2 separate regions of the Gossypium hirsutum genome follow, and region 1 is linked to region 2. Evidence: chromatin contacts called from public Hi-C data. All regions are on one chromosome and are shown on one strand. Each heading gives the region's core, a stretch centred on a gene start, on an enhancer-like site or on the middle of the called end of the contact. The rest is flanking DNA. Distances are from core to core; before and after follow the strand shown. Region 1 holds the start of LOC107935130 (FCS-Like Zinc finger 15). Region 2 holds the start of LOC107940915 (pectinesterase).

What was found. A called contact is a pair of places that touch in the nucleus more often than the background predicts.
Region 1: a contact with region 2 is called in a Hi-C map of leaf, with 1.7 times the contacts expected there. The contact joins the promoter of LOC107935130 here to the promoter of LOC107940915 in region 2. A contact is called at or near these places in 10 of 34 Hi-C or Micro-C datasets (anther, callus, hypocotyl and 2 more).

Annotation. Positions count from the first base shown.
Region 1 is chrA09:84,351,875-84,355,481 of Gossypium_hirsutum_v2.1, forward strand. It overlaps LOC107935130 (FCS-Like Zinc finger 15), which reads left to right and starts at 1,400. Exons shown (of 2, transcript XM_016867684.2): 1 at 1,400-1,679; 2 at 1,783-2,289. The coding sequence starts at 1,483. The coding sequence ends at 1,987.
Region 2 is chrA09:84,202,240-84,206,029 of Gossypium_hirsutum_v2.1, forward strand. LOC107940915 (pectinesterase) reads left to right here and starts at 1,562. Exons shown (of 2, transcript XM_016874380.2): 1 at 1,562-2,698; 2 at 2,794-3,592. The coding sequence starts at 1,714. The coding sequence ends at 3,494.

The DNA.
Region 1 (3,607 bases), core at 150-2,649, 150 kb after region 2:
TTAACAATTAGACTTAAATTTTGAAATATAAAAAAAATTAAATTAAATTTTTGAAAATAAAATTTAAAAACTAAGTTTAAAAAATATAAAAACTTGGGAAAATATTTTTTATGGTATAACATAAATTATTTATCATTATATCCAAAATTGATAGATATACTTAAATGCTTCTCTTATTTGTCTTGCAATAAAAGAACACATCATTTGGAAGTTCAAAAAAAATATATATGAAAGGTAGTCTTTTAATGTTCTTTTCTTGGAGTCTTTTTGTTAAGTGATAGTTTTAATACATCTAGATAATGTGGTTGGAAGGATTGTGAATACATTCATTTTCATGGATGGTAAAATTGAGTATACATTACAAAATGTTTGCAATATATCATTACGAGATATTATTAAAATCAAACTAAATCAATTAGTTGAATTAAAAATTGATGGCCCCATCGATATTATAAAACTGAAGGAGAGAACTGTTGCAAAATCGGTTGAATTAGTTGAATTTTTTTTAAATCAGATCTAAATTAATTTAAATATTTAATTCTATGATTGTAATTTAAAAAATGAAGGTTTTTTGTTTGTTTCTATTATTGATTTTTTTATTTTTCTCTCTTCCTATTTTGTGAATTTAAAAAAAATTAAAATATTTATTTTATAAAGATTAAATTGAAAATTAATAGTCTAACAGATTCGATCGTTGGTACAAGTTGAATTCTTACAAGATTGATTATATACTAAATATTTTTTTCTTTAGACATTCTATTATACAACAAGTTGGTTTTTCATCCACTCTCACTTAAACTCCTTTTTTTCTTTTAATTTTCAATTTACAATCACATATCACTTATTGCAGGTAAAAGTATTATGAAAGTTTTTATATTAAAAGTTGTATTACATTTTGTCATTCATAATAAAAAAAAAATAAAGATGTTAGATGAAATAGTAAATAGATTATTTTGTTACAATTCCATTTATTTCAATGATTAAAAACTAAAAAATCTACATCAATATCGCACACTAAATATTACTATTCGATTATTTCATCAATTTTTAACAATAAATCTTAAAAGTTAATTTACTTCCATTATACTTTTTACTCTTTCTATAATAATAAAATAACATAATATAATTAACATCAAATTTAGAATTAAGATGAGAATTTTTTTTTTTAAAAAAATACAATATATATTCCATTTGGCGTGAAATGAATTGAAGCAATAACCGACAAATAACCAGAAAAAACAAAACAACATAAAATTCATTTTAAAAGAAAGAGAAGAAATTATTACTTAATAAATAAAACAGGATACGTGGCGGTTCGTTAGGAATAGAGAAGTCCAAATCCATTGGCCTTACGTGAAATCGTTTCTTTGGTTTTTATTTACAATTGCAATTGCAGCACCAACTCTCTCCTTATAGCTGTAAAAGGGTCCCCTTCTCTTTAAACAAAAACAAACCCTTTTTCTCTCTCAATTTATTCAAAAAATGGTGGGCTTAAGTGTAGTTTTAGAGAATCAAAGGATCAACGATAATGATATAATAATCAATGAAAAATCTCCACAAGTTATTAATAAAGCAACCATGTTTTGTTCATCTTCATCTTCCCCACTTCCTGCTTTTTTAGAGCAATGCTTTCTTTGCAAAAGGAGATTGTTACCTGGGAAAGATATTTATATGTACAAGTAAGTTCTTTCAATGGAGTTTTTTTCTTTATGTTTTCAAGTGACTGATTTTTTTGGGGTTTTTCCTTTTTTCTTTCTTTCTTTCTTTCTTTCTTTTGTGAAGAGGGGATAAGGGTTTTTGCAGTGTGGAGTGTAGGTGCAAGCAAATTTTCATGGATGAAGAAGAGAGTTTAAAGAAAGATAGTTGTTCTTTGGATGCCATTGTTAAACCTTCTTCAACTTCTGTAGCTTCAACTTCGTCTTCTTCCTCAGCCGCTCGTCACCACCGGAAACCTGAGAGAAACCGTGCCGGTGGCTTTGCTTATTGACTCAAAAAAAGGAAAACGGTTTTTTATTTTTATTTTATATAAGTTATTATTATTGATTTTTGTTTAAGGTTTTTTAAGGAGTATATGATCTAGCTGGTTCTTTTTAATGACAATCCGATCGTTTTTGCTTCTTGGTTAGTGGGATTTTGTGATGGTTAGCGGAATTTTGGTATTTTTTTTATGTTACAGATTTGTGAATGTTTTTCGATATCATTTTTAAAACTGTAATATATTTTATCATCTTTAAATGTAACTTTGATTGAGACGTTGGGATAGTAAATTGAGTTTTAAAAGTTTTGAGATATTTTTTATTTAAGTTAATTTTAGGTTTATTTAATTTTCATTGTTGTTGTTATTGTCTGATTAAATTATTGAGGTTTAAAGTTAAGGTTTTTACGAGTTGTATTATTAAAAAATTAAATCATTTCGGGTTTTAATCCTTATTTCTTTAAACTATTTAGAATTTTGGTTGTTTTGAGTTTGTGTCCTTTTGAGTTTGATGTTGGACTTTTTTTTATTAGGTCATTATAGGTTGGGATCATTTCGATTTTGATTAGTTTAAGATTTAAATTATTTACATAACATTAGTTTACATTTGGATCAATTCAAGTTTAGATTATTAGCTTCTTTTTTTTTTAATGATAAAATCAAAGTAAATTTAAGTTGAAATTAATGGGATTGGTTGTGTAAATAATTTACTTGATTGATCTAATTAAATTTAATCTCATATTAAGCAAATAATAGTAATAATTAAAAAATGCTAATTAAAGTTGGTTTTTTTTTGGGACAATAAAGTGGTGTAAGTTTGTTTTGTTCCAAAACGACAATGTTTCATTAATGCTGTTTCATCTGATACTGCATTCTAGTTCTTTGTTTTTTGGTTAAAATCTGACTAGGTCCCTCTGCTCTTCATAAATTTAGAATTTAGTCTTATACTTTAATTTTCAAAAATTTAGTCCCTCTACATTTCATATTTCAATATTCAAATCCAATTGTTAACACTATTATTTTTTTTGTTAAATTTGTTGGTGTAACATTTTGGAATTAAAAAAATAATCACTTTGTAGCAATGTAACTAAGAAAATGACACTATAATGAACCTAAATTTAATAAAATAATTTTAAATGTATTCACAATTGAACCCAAAATTTAAAATCTGAAAAGGGGAGGGATTAAATTCTTAGAAATAAAAGTACAAAGATTAAATTCTAAATTTATAAAAAGTATAAAGACTTATGATATATTTTAACCTTTATTGTTATTGTTGTGAAGAGAATGAAGAATTAGTAGCTTTTAGTGAAACAATGTTACTTTTATGTTCCCCGTTTATATTATTGAAATTCCCTTTTCTTTTTCTTTTTTTGGCTTATTAAAAAATATTTATTTTTCGTATTAATTAAAGCTTTTGAGTTTTGAAGGGTTTTCGTTTTAATTCATGATGAAGGGTTCATGAGTTTTCTAGAAAAATCAAAATTTAGGACTTAAATAAAAATTGATATTGATTTAGTGATTCAAAGTAATTTTATCCAACAATACTAAATGTGAAAAAAAAATCATTATATGACAATTAAGGTTAAATCCAAATCCAACTTTTTCTTTTTCATAATAAGTACCAACCAG
Region 2 (3,790 bases), core at 312-2,811:
TCTTGATTTTGAATGCTGTTTGGGTTCATTGTCAAAGTCTCATAGACAGATGAAACCACGGTGTTTGAAAGTTAAATGAAAGTAATGGAGAGCAAATAAATAAATAAATATTAAATAAATTGAAGTTGGAGAGTGACTTGAGGTGAGCATGACCAGGCCAGACTCAATTAAAAATTTAGAACTGTTTGTTAGGTCTAGATCTGACCCAAAAAATAGGCTTAAAATGTTACATTTGCTCGATTTGAATAAAAATGTTAAAACTCGGGCTCAACTCGGCCCGGCCATATTAATTTTTATATTATTTTAAATAATATATAATACATCAAAAATTCTAAAAATATCAAAATAAATATTTCCTAACAAATTGAAAATAAATTTTAAAATATATATATACTTAAATAACACTAAAATAGATGCAACTTAATAAACAATTATCTCTAAAATAATAACAAAATTAACAATAAAATAAGTTTTATACAATATCCACACAATAACAACAAAATAATAGCAACATAATAGTAAAATAGTAGTAAAATAAAGAGAAAATAATACAAAAATAATATTAAAAAAACAAATCTTTTTTGTCATTTAGTGGATCCGGGCTGGGCTCAAGCAAAAAATTCATTACCCAAGGCCCGACACATTTTTTAAACGGGCTTTTTTTTATCCAAACTCATTTTTTGGAACTATATTTTTGCCTAAATCATTCCACATTTCGAGCGGACTTTCGCAGGTCTAGGTGAGTTGCATATAGAAATATTAAAAAATTGATAAAAAATAGAATTCATTAATATGAAGTTATTTGAATTAAATATATGTAATATTATTTTACCCCATAATTTTACATGATAATATTATGATTATAATAAAAATTAATATAATTGGTGCTCATGCACAGAGTTTGCTTTCACGGTAAAAAAAAAGTATAATAACAGTCAAATTTTAAACCTATTAGATTAAAATAAATAATTATAATGCATTTTATAATATTATTTTAAAAAAAATTATTCTTAGCCAATTTTAAACAATAATATTTTAATTAAAAAATAATTTTGAAAAAAAAAAGCCACAAAGAATGAATATATACCATATTATATTATATTATTTATGATATGATATGATTTCTTATAAATGTTTCGAACAACATTAGTTACCATTTAATCCACAAAGTTTTATTTATAAGTGTAAAAAAAAAACCTAAAATACGAAAGTTAATTTTCTGTGGAATGTGAAAAGATTAAAAAAAATTAATACTTAATTTACAATTCAGCGTTTAAATTATTTTTATATATTAATTAGTTCGATACTTAAAATATCAATTTATCTAAAAAATATTTTAGAAGAATTTCAAAGCCCGAGATTTTAGAAGAATAAGAAATCGAAGATTAAAACACTATAATTTTATAGAGCAATTAATATCCATGAAATTTAAACAAATTCTCACATCCGTAGGGCACTCTCCACCATGAAACATTTTAAACTAAATATGGTCATTTTTTCGGTTTTACCTAATTCATTTTTTAATATAAATATGGAACTTCAATAGCATATTATTCAAGCCTTTGCTTAAGGGGCCATAAGTGATAAGCAATAAACAACCCCACAACTTCAAGTAAGGTCAAGTAAGGTTTTCTTCTTTCTTGCTTTCTTTTCTTCAAAGGAAAGAAAGAGAGAGGAAGATACTTTTCTTGAAACAAAAAAAGTTGTTTAAAAATGGCAAATAATGCTATTATTGGTATCTGTGCGGTGTTCCTGGTGGCCATGGTGGTAGCCGTGGTGGTGGGTGTTACGCACATAAAAAACAAGAACGATGGTGAAGAGATATCGAGTTCGAACAAAGCTGTGCAAGCCCTATGTCAACCTACTAATTATAAAGAGACGTGCCAGAAAAGCTTGGCGTCGTCAAATTCTAGCGACGTTAAGGAGCTGATAAGGACAGGTTTCCAAGCCGGGCTAGTTGAGATAAAGAACGTGTTGGCCCATTCAGTGACGGTCCAAGAGTTGGCCAAGGATGAGAACAACAAAGCGGCACTTGGTGTTTGCCAAGAGGTGTTGGACTTAGCCATTGATGACTTTCAAAAGTCTTTCGACGTGTTAGGGGAATACGACATGAGCAAGATCGGAAAATACCTTTTGGAACTGAAGACCTGGCTAAGCGGTGCATTCACGAGTCAACAGACATGTATAGACTCATTCGCGCAATCAAGTAACGAATCATCGCAGAAGATGCAATCAATCTTGAAGACTAGCATGGAGATCACTAGCAATGCTTTAGCGATGCTTAATGGGTTATCCACCATCGTAAAGGAACTTAACATTCCAAACGTCGGCAACATCGACAGCACGGGGTTCAATCGTAAGCTTTTGTCGGCTGAGGATATGCCTGAGTGGATTAGTCAAGCTGACCGAAAACTCCTTCAAGCAAAACCAATGGATTTGAAGCCTAACGTTGTGGTTGCTAAAGATGGTAGTGGGAAATATGATACTATTAACAAGGCATTGGCTGAAGTCCCCGTGAAAAGTCCCGATCGATTTGTTATTCACATTAAGGCTGGTACTTACAAGGAAAAAATCAACGTGACCAAGCAGATGATTAATGTTGTATTCATCGGTGATGGCCCAACCAAAACCATCATCACAAATGACATTAGCGTTGCTAAAAATCCACCGGTTAGAACATACCGCACTGCAACTGTTGGTAAGTAGTATTATAGACATATATAAGTTTTGGTGGTGTGGTGAGGTGAGGTGGCTAACTAATATATATGTATGTATGTTTGTGAAATATTTTAGGTGTGGATGGGGCTGGTTTCATGGCCAAGGACATTGGATTCGATAACTCAGCAGGACCCGAAGGTCATCAAGCAGTGGCTTTTAGGGCAACTGCTGATAGGGTCATCATGTTCAACTGCCATTTCACTGGGTACCAAGACACTCTTTATGCTCACAGAGAGAGACAGTTATATACCAACTGTCTCATTACTGGAACGGTGGATTTCATCTTCGGGGATGCGGCGAGCATTTTCCAGAACTGTATGCTCATCGTGAGGAAGCCAGGGCCTGGCCAAAATTGCATGGTTACTGCACAGGGCAGGAATGATCTTGGAACAAACTCAGCCATTGTGCTTCAAAACTGCACCATCTCGGGCGCCCCTGATTACATCCCAGTGAAGGATACAAACAAGGCATACTTGGGGCGTCCCTGGAAACAATTCGCTAGGTCTATCATAATGCAATCTAAAATCGACGACATCATTCAACCAGAGGGTTATGCCCCAATGACAGGTACCATAGGAATAGACACTTCTTTCATTGCCGAGTTTGGAAATAGGGGACCCGGTGCTGATACCAGCCGTAGGGTAGCATGGAAAGGTATAAAAAAGATAGATATAAATGAAGCCAACAAATGGACTCCTCGCGTCTATCTTGAATCTGAGACTTGGATTCCGAGTTCCGGCGTTCCCTATAGTCCCAACATGGTCCCTGGAGTTTAAACAGCTTATTATTGATACCAACGCCATTAGTATGCTTATTATCATATCATTGTTCTAATTATGTCGTTTTTAACTAATTAATTAAACAGTTTTTTTAATCTTTTATCTATCTATGTATATATGTTGAATTTTTTGGTTTCCCAATTGTTGTTTCCACTCACTTGATGTTTGCAAAACCCAAAAATTAAGTCAACATTTAAATATTATTGAACTTAATTTAATATAATTTTTTAAAGATTATTTGGATTGATAATGTTGTTTCCCTAATGTAGACACCTTCCTTTAAATAGATTTAA